Regions from separate parts of the Mus musculus genome. Here region 1 is linked to region 2. Evidence: chromatin contacts called from public promoter capture Hi-C data. All regions are on one chromosome and are shown on one strand. Each heading gives the region's core, a stretch centred on a gene start, on an enhancer-like site or on the middle of the called end of the contact. The rest is flanking DNA. Distances are from core to core; before and after follow the strand shown.

What was found. Promoter capture Hi-C pulls out the DNA fragments that hold promoters and counts their contacts.
Region 1: a promoter capture Hi-C map of liver shows a contact between it and region 2, with 3 times the contacts expected there. The contact joins the promoter of Entpd8 here to the promoter of Ajm1 in region 2. A contact is called at or near these places in 4 of 39 promoter capture datasets (hippocampal neurons, liver and neural stem cells), 1 of 115 datasets of contacts at active chromatin or transcription factors (bone marrow-derived macrophages) and 1 of 9 other capture datasets (adipose tissue).

Annotation. Positions count from the first base shown.
Region 1 is chr2:25,077,783-25,082,311 of GRCm38.p6, reverse strand. Entpd8 (ectonucleoside triphosphate diphosphohydrolase 8) reads right to left here and starts at 1,989. Exons shown (of 10, transcript NM_028093.1): 1 at 1,761-1,989; 2 at 365-506; 3 at 162-279. The coding sequence starts at 490.
Region 2 is chr2:25,577,044-25,581,813 of GRCm38.p6, reverse strand. Ajm1 (apical junction component 1) reads left to right here and starts at 1,715. Exons shown (of 1, transcript NM_001005424.2): 1 at 1,715-4,770. The coding sequence starts at 1,917.

The sequences.
Region 1 (4,529 bases), core at 740-3,239, 500 kb after region 2:
CTGTGTCTTATTTCAGTGCTCTAAGGCCTTTTCTTTTAGGTGAATGTGCTTCCCTGAGAACTAGAAATGTCGCTCCCGTTTGTCACCAAGTGGTCTCTCCCACTGGGCTTCCTGGGAGTCCAAGCCAGGCAGCAGTGGCTGCCACATAACTGTCCACTGACCTTCTATCTGGCAAGTCAGGGCCTGGCTGACCACTCCTGTGTCCTTCTCCTTGTTTGCTGGCCACTGGTACACAAACAGGGATGTGTGGGAGGAGCCGGCATCAAACACAATCCCAAACTAGGGATAATATGGAACCAGAAAGGTGTTGAGGCCAACATCCTGGTCACCCAGCCCAACATCCTCGTTAGGTCCCTGAGCAAACCTTGGTGTCTGCAGGCAAGAGAACATTGATTGCCTTCACCAGGATGAGGACGAGCATGGTGAGGCCAGAGGCTGCTGCAACTCCCAACAGAGCCATGAAGACCCGTTCCTTCCAGGAGAGTCCCATGGTGAGAGGGTCTGAGCTGCAAGGGTGAAGTGGACAGCAGTGGACACTCAGACTCCTGCTGTTCCAACTCCAGCCTTCTAGAGGAAGGGCCTTAACACGTTCCAACCTTCCTCAGATGTCAAATCTGGGACTCCTAGGTTAGATCAGTAGCCAGGACAGCCACAAACAAACAAACAAACAAACAAACAAACAAACAAAATGGCCAAGAACAGTTTCCAAAGTCTTATTGGGCAAGCCCAGTATTGTCACAGAGCCTGGGGGCCAGTACAGAGGGTACAGCCCAGTGGAGCCAAGATGGACATTTCTGGTGCCACTATCAAGGGCTAATGAAGCCCCATCTAGACCTCCTACGTAGGCATCACCCTTCCTCTCCCTCTGGACCCTTGCTCTCTTGATTCCCCATGAAGAGTCCCATGTCTGGACTGAACTCAGGACTTCAGAGTCTCCCAGTGCTGGACTTCTTTCTGGGAGCCTCAGAACCATGCTACATGGAATCCAGGGGCCAGGTGTGGGCCCCTCAAGAGGCCAGCTAGCATTCTATTCTTCTTAACAAAGACATCTGATTTTTCTTGAAATCCTAAACTTGGATTTCTCTAATGGAGATCTGAGAGATTTTAGCTGACCCCGGATGAACCTGGGCAGCTGACCATGGAATGCTATTCTCCACAGTACTCAAGACATCTATACCCGTATCTCCTCTGGAGCCCAGCAGGGATTCCGAGTCCTGACCTACCCAGCCTACCAATGTACAGAGAAGCCACTAGGCAGCTCCTGGTCAGCTCTGCTTCAGAACATACCTCACAGTGGCTGTTGTTACCTACTGAACTTGGCAAAGCCGGGGTGTTCCCTGAGAATCCAAGCACTTCGAAATTCTGTGACTTGGTATCTCATGGCATATCCCCCAAGAATGAAAATACTCCCAGTGTTTCAAGAATGGTAAACAGAGGTTAGGACTCCTAGGGACAGGCTAAATGGGGCACTAGCTCATCTGAAGTAAGGGAAACGGAGGAAAAAGGACAAATGACCTGCCCAGAGACTGAATTGTAACTCCAGCCAGCACCCCAAAGCACAGGGACAAGTGGGTCACAGGTAGTAACTAAGAAAACACAGACCGCACCTCAGGGGTGTCATACCTGAGACTGGGTTGTTATACAAAAAGCACAAGGCAGGCTCCCCTCACCCAGGACAGGCAGTCCCCTCACTCACCCAGGAAAGGCACTCCCCTACCAAAGCCAGCCCACAGACCAGGACAGCCCCTGAGGTCGCTCACCTGCACTGGGAGCCAACTTTCAAGGATAGCTTGAGGAAGTTCTGCTTCTGACCTGCACACCTGCTGTCCTCCACACCCCGTCTCCACCTACTTGAACCTGGGGCTGTGGTGGGAGGAGCAGGCTGCTCTCTAGCTGCTGCTCTGGCATCTACTAATTTTACTCTATCTCATTAATTCCAGGCTTACATCTTGCTCCTGTGGAGGGAGGAAGAGCAGCGTCCCTAGTTGTCAGGACGGACTTTGGAACTGACCTGGGGATGACAGAGAAGGCAGGACTAGGGACACCCTCCCGCTTACTGTGGACCTTGTCCTCTGCCCTTCTTACTTGGGCCAGGCCAGATGGAGTCAAGTAACAAGTGACTGAGCGTCCAGAGGCTACAGGGCTGGGTGCTGCAGAGCTGCAGAGCTGCAAATGTAGGTGAGTCAGAGAAAGTCACTTTTCTTTAGACCTGTTGGGATTTTAAAACATAAGGTACTGGATAAAGCTCGGTTAAATATAGGTAGAATTGTTTACCTAGCATGCAGGAAGTCCTATGTTCAAGCCGCGGCACCATAGGAAATCGATGTGGAGGTACCTGATGAAGTCCTAGCACTCAGGAGGCAGGAGGATCAGATGTTTTAGGTCATCCTATGAGTACAAAGCCAGCTTGTAGGGGAGACCTAGCCTCAAAAAAAAAAAAAAAATGGAGAAAATGGAGCTGGAGAGATGATAGTTCAGTGGGCAAAGAGCTTGCCATACAAGCATGAGGTCCTGAGTTCAGAGGCACGACACTGACATAAAAGCTAGGTATGGTGGCCCATGTCTGTAATCCCAGTGTTGTGGACAGGGTTGGGGGCAAAAGCTGGTGAATTTCGACATCTTCCTGGCTAACCAGTCTAGCTAAACTGCAGAGCTTCGGGTTCAGTGAAAGACTCAGTCTCAGATGGATGATAGTAGATAAATGGATAAATAGTAGATAGATAGGTAGATGAATAGATAGATATAGACAGATGATAGATAATATATAATAGAGACAAGATAAATATATGATAGATAGATAATAGATATATAGGAAATAGAGATAGAGATGATAGAGATGATAGATAGATAGATAGATAGATAGATAGATAGATAGATAGAAGACAGATAATAGATATAGACAGATAGACAGACAGATGGTGTTCTTTTAGGGTTTCTATTGCTGTGATAAAACATCATAACCAAAAATAACTTGGGGAAGAAAGGGCTTGTTTGGCTTACACTTCAAGGTAACAGTTCATCACTGAGGAAAGTTAGGGCAAGAACTCAAGCAGGACAGGAACTTGGAGGCAGGAGCTGATGCAGAGGCTGTGGAGAAGTGCTGCTTACTGGCTTGCTCTTTCTTCCCTGTTTGGCCTGCCTTCTTATACAACCCAGGGTCACCAGTGCAAGGGTGGCACCGCCCACAGTGAGCTGGGCACTTCCACATCAATCATTAATCCAGAAAATGTTCTACAAGCTTGCCTAGAGGCCAGTCTGGTGGGGACATTTTCTCAGTTGAGGTTTCCTCTCTCAAAATGACTCTGGCTTGTATCATATGGACATAAAAACTAGCCAGCACAATTAGCTCTGCTTCAGAGCAACCTCACAGTGAATGTTGCTGCCTTCTGGACTAGTCAAAGCCAGAGTGTTCCCTGAGCCTCCAAGCACTCTGAAATTCTGTGACTTTGTATCCTGTAGCATACCCCACAGGAATGAAGGCACTCCCTTCAATCCCGGGTTCATGCAATTGAGGATTCACTCACCTTCACCAATGGCCTCCTCTGACATCTCTTTAGAAGTTCAGCCCTGCCACTCAGTGCCAAGTCTCACCAAGTCTCAGCTACTCTCCAGGACCCCTTCATGCCTTCAAAACCAACACTACTTGCAGGACTTTTACAATATCAGTTTTTTGTTTGTTTGTTTGTTTGTTTGTTTTGTTTTGTTGGGGTCCAAGAATGACCTCACAGACCACAGGAAGACTAATTTCCGTCAGACAGGAATAGTTCATTGAACATGAGCGATCAGGGCCACAATCCAGTTGCTGGAACTGAACAGTGACCCCGAGTTAAAGGGTTTTTTTTTGTTGTTGGGTTTTTTTGTTTTGTTTTGTTTTTTTGAGACAGGGTTGTTCTGTGTAGCCCTGGCTGTCCTGGAACTCACTCTGTAGACCAGGCTGGCCTCAAACTCAGAAATTCGCCTGCCTCTGCCTACCAAGTGCTGGGATTAAAGGCGTGCGCCACCACGCCCAGCTTAAAGTTCTTTTTTAAAGGACATTTTTATTTTTTTTTTCAATTTTGGTTTTTTTTGAGACAAAAAACCAAAGCTCTGGCTAGCTCTGTATAGCTCTGGCTGTTAAAGGACTTTTTTTTTTTTTTTTTTTTTTTTGTTAAAGGACTTTTTAAACAGAACTTATAAACAGGGCTTTTTAAACCAGAGATCTACAAACATCTGTGCCAAATTATTCCGCCAATCAGGATTTAGGGATAGGGGGATTTCCTTAGGAACATGCCATTCTTATACACTCTTCCTGTTCCCATTGGTTGGGGTATTCAAGTAGCTGGTGACTTGCCTTGTCTAACGTTCATACTTGTCAACCAGGAAGTCAGTTACCTACATCCATGTCTCTTTCTGCCAAGTAGGATGTCAGTTCCCAGGGAGGTCTTGGGAACTTAAACTTTACCACTACTCAAAACAGAAGTGTTATTCCAAATAGTTTCTTATATTGGTGCAGGTGTCTCTTATGGTGGGGTCATCCCAGGGGCAGCCTA
Region 2 (4,770 bases), core at 466-2,965:
CCAGTATACACCTACCTTATAACGCGGCCCCTTTAAGTGCTATTCTATTGGTAGCCACTAGGGGCAGTACTGAGCCGCCAGGCCAGGATCACAGCTGCTGCCTCCAAGCTTCTGCTGGTACCGGGTGTATGTATATATATATATATATTTATAGCGGGGCCAGGTACACACTGGGACCGACCTGGGCTATGCAGACTACTCGGGCTCGGCTCGTGGAGTAATCACCAGGTAAGAGGCCAAGCCAAACTGCCCAGCATGTGGAGCTGTTGGCACGGGAGGGGGCTGCACGGAAGGATGAGGAGTCCCCGCCCCCAAGCAACGCAGACTAGGTTCTTGCTGATGGCTGCTCCAGGACGGGCCAAAGCAGGACTGCTATTTGGGAAGGGCCTTCAAAATACCTAGGATACAAGAGCAAGCCCCAACCCCATCCCAAAGGGAGCGTGTGTCACAGTGCACTGCTCCTGACAGCTGCAGCCAGCAAAGCCGACTGTCACCTTCCTGGGGCGGAGCCTCAGACCCTGTCATCTCACCCAAACTCTGACCTGGCACTGAGTTTAGAATGAAAGGGGTCTTAATAGGGTCGGCATGAACCTGGGTTTGGAACAAGCCTTGGTACTTAGTAGCTCTGACTCCAAAGAGCACCCCTCTAACAGCCCCTTGTACACCTGGACTAGAGACCCGAAAGGCCCATCCACTTACAAGTCCTGCCAGGCCCCAACACACTCTCAACTTCCTCTGGAGCAGATGTCCTGGGAGTAGGTGCATTATGGGGGGAGGGTGTGTGTGTGTGTGTGTGTGTGTGTGTGTGTGATCGCCTTCTTAAACCCTCTTTCTCTAGCCAGCTCCAGGCCCTGGAGACCACAGACACTGGTGGCCCACATCTGAACATTAGCCTAGATCGTTTTCAGCCCATAGCTCCAGGGATGAACAACCACACGTTTCCATGGAGCTTTCCAAAGCCAGAGTGGGAAGGACTCTGTCCTGGGGAGGGGCTTTCCCGCCCTCTCCTCTGCCTCCTCCTAGCTAGCAGCCTCCTGGCTTGGTACACTAGTGGTAGTTTTCAGCTTAGAGGAAGGACACCATGAACTCGTGGCTCACATGGCCCCACGTGGTTCTGTAGCCTAAACCTGGCTTTAGCACACACTGGGGGTGGGGGAAGGGTCCATGTGCAATTCTGCAAAGCAGGAGAGTCTTGCTGTAGCCTTCTCTGTTCCAGCAAGCTTGGTGGGTTTCATTCAAGCAACTGGGGTCCAAGATTTATGCAAAAGGAAGAGGGATTTGAGACCCAAGAAAACTCTGGGATCATTCCTCTGCCTAGGACCTCATCGAGTTGAGGGGACTTACGCTTAGTTAAAAAGGACTTGAGTGCTAGGAGAAGAGTTCTCTGCCCAGCCTAGTCGGCAGGCAGGAACCATTCATTGACTCACCTGGGACTCTGCATTATCAGAGGGTCTACCTGTAAGGAAATCTAAAAGTGCATCGTTCCAACTGTAGGCACCAGAGGGCAGTAGTGCTGAGATCACGTCCCGCTTTGATCTACCTAAGCCTGCCCAACCGACCCTAGTAGGGGGAGAGAATGCCTGGCAGGTTTAACTCAGGAGTTCCCTCTACAAAGAAGGTCCACAGTAGCCTAAATTCTCCTGGCCCATCTACCCCACAGGTCGCATGGACTGTGAGCTTTCTCCTGCAGGTACATCTAACATAGGCATGGAGGCAGCACCAGAAGCCTTGACCATGACCTGCAGCCAAGGCTGCACCATCCCCTATGCCCCAGGTAAGCCGGACCAGCACGTGGGGTGGGGTGGGGTAAAGGGCTTGGGGTGCAGAGGAGGCTGCCCTGACCGGTATCTCCTCCCAGGGCAAAATCCCCGAAAGGCCGTGTGACTGGAGCTGCCAGCCTGGGGACGTCTTTTAAGATGACCCGCACGGACCCGCCGGACTTGCTGGTGTCGACCGTGTACCAGGACATCAAGGTGGTGGACCCAGGGCTCACGTCCAAACGCCAGCCATGTGAGCGATCCGTGGCCCGGCCTGCTGCGCCCACGCCTTTCAACAAGCGCCACTGCCGTAGTTTTGACTTCTTAGAGGCACTGGACGAGCCCACCATGGAGACACACCCAGAGCCGCCACCTCCTGAACCTGCGCCACCGCGCGCCCGACCCAGAGACAGCGAGCCTCGGCGCCGCACCCGTTCCAAGAGCGCGCCCCGTGCGTCCCAAGGCCTGGCGACTGCTCCAGCTTCGCCGCCCGTACTGCAACGCAGAGGTCGGGAAGCCCAGCGTGCAGTGCGGGTGGAGGGGTCGCCGCGCCGGGAGCCCTCGTATCCTGCGCTGAGAGCTCTCGCTAATGAGCTGCACCCCATCAAGCTCCAGCCACAGCGGGGAGGCCCCGGACGCATCGCGCCTCTATGCGCCACCCCAGGCCGCTGCGCACCACCGGAACCACCCTCTGGACCTGTCCCCCATGTCCGCTGCCGTTTGGACATCAAGCCGGACGAGGCAGTGCTGCAGCACGCCGCCCGAAGCTCGCGATCTTGCGCACCTAGAGAGACGACGTCCTGGGCTCGCACAGCTCCACAGTTCCATGGCCTCACAGTTCCCGGCCCTCGCCACGTGGCCCTGTCACGCACTCCTACCCCCAGTGACTTGTACTGTACTGACCCCAGAACTCTGTACTGTGACGGGCCACTGCCTGGGCCCCGGGACTACTTGGAGCACCGCAGTCAACCCTTCACAACGCCTCCAGGTCCCACCCAATTCTTCTACACCGAGGAGCCAGAGGGCTACGCAGGCAGCTTTACCACAAGCCCCGGCCTTCCCTTTGATGGCTACTGTTCCAGGCCCTACTTGTCCGAAGAACCCCCTAGACCCAGTCCAAGGCGTGGGGGCAGCTACTATGCTGGCGAAGTACGCACCTTCCCGATCCAGGAGCCCCCCTCCCGCTCCTACTACGGGGAGACAACTCGAGCCTACGGTATGCCTTTCGTTCCCCGGTATGTCCCAGAAGAGCCCCGGGCGCACCCTGGAGCCCGCACTTTCTACACCGAGGACTTTGGGAGGTACCGAGAACGCGATGTACTGGCTCGGACTTACCCGCACCCGCGCAGCAGCCCACCCTGGGCTGACTGGGGTCCGAGGCCTTACCGCACCCTTCAGGTAATGCCGCCTCCCGCCCCTGGACCACTGTTGGCCTCGTGGCACGGCGGCACCGGCACAAGCCCACCCCGGCTGGCCACCGATAGCCGCCACTACTCTCGATCCTGGGACAACATCCTAGCTCCTGGTCCTCGTCGTGAAGATCCTCTAGGACGCGGCCGCAGCTATGAGAACCTCCTGGGACGCGAGGTTCGGGATACGAGGGGTTCATCCCCTGAAGGTCGGCGTCCACCAGTCGTAGTGAATTTGTCCACCTCACCCAGACGCTATGCAGCACTGTCGCTGTCCGAGACGTCGCTGACAGAGAAGGGCCGCGCGGGAGAGAGCCTGGGCCGCAACTGGTACGTCACGCCAGAGATTACCATCACAGACAACGACCTGCGCTCAGTGGATCGCCCGACTGCCAAGGGCTGGGAATTGCCTGGAGGCCGACCACGGCAGCCCGTATCCACGGTCCCTGAGGGTCCTGCTTCAAGCCGCCAGCGCAGCCTCGAGCAGCTGGACGAGCTCATCACTGACCTGGTCATCGACTCACGGTCGCCAGCCCAGGCCCCGGAGCCTGCCGCCGAAGGTTTAGGCCGCCAACTACGCCGCCTGCTGGACTCACGGGCTGCAGGCCCTGGAGGGGCCACCCTGCTGGCGCCATCGCGCTCGCCCCCGGCCTCGGCTGGCAGCACTGAAGAGCCCACCGGCTCGGGGGAGGCAGCGGACGCCTCCCCCGAGCCCAGCGCAGACGAGGATGACTTGATGACCTGCTCCAACGCGCGCTGCCGGCGGACAGAGACCATGTTCAACGCCTGCCTCTACTTCAAGTCGTGCCACAGCTGCTATACCTACTACTGCTCGCGTCTGTGCCGCCGAGAGGACTGGGACGCGCACAAGGCGCGTTGCGTGTACGGCCGCGTGGGCAGCGTGTGCCGCCACGTGCTGCAGTTCTGCCGCGACAGCAGCCCAGTGCATCGCGCCTTCTCTCGCATAGCGCGCGTCGGATTCCTGTCGCGAGGCCGTGGCGTGCTGTTCTTGGGCTTCCCGAGCCCAGGCTCTGCCGACAACTTCCTACGCTTTGGCCTCGAAGGGTTGCTGTTATCGCCCACCTACCTGTCGCTGCGTGAGCTGGCTACACATGCGGCGCCCCTGGGTAGCTATGCACGAGAGCTGGCGGCAGCAGGAAGGCTCTATGAGCCGGCAGAGTGCTTCCTGCTTAGCGTGTCCGTGGCTGTGGGCCCCAGCGCTGCACCCCCCGGAGCCGCTGCCCGGCCCGCGCCGCGCACTCCTGGGCCCACGGTGCGCAAGTTCGCCAAGGTGGCTCTGGCCGCTGGCAGCCCGACGCGTCCTCCTCCTGCGCGTGGCGGAGAGCCAGATATGGAAACCTTGATCCTGACGCCACCCCCAGGTACTGCGGGCCTGGACGAAGAAGGTGAGGCCGGCCGGCGCGCACGTGAAGTAGCCTTCATCCATATCCAACGTGAGCTTCGAATGCGCGGCGTCTTCCTCCGCCACGAATTCCCACGGGTCTATGAGCAGCTCTGTGAGTTTGTGGAAGCTAACCGGCGCTTCACGCCCACAACCATCTATCCCACGGATCGGCGCACTGGCCGCCCCTTCATGTGCATGA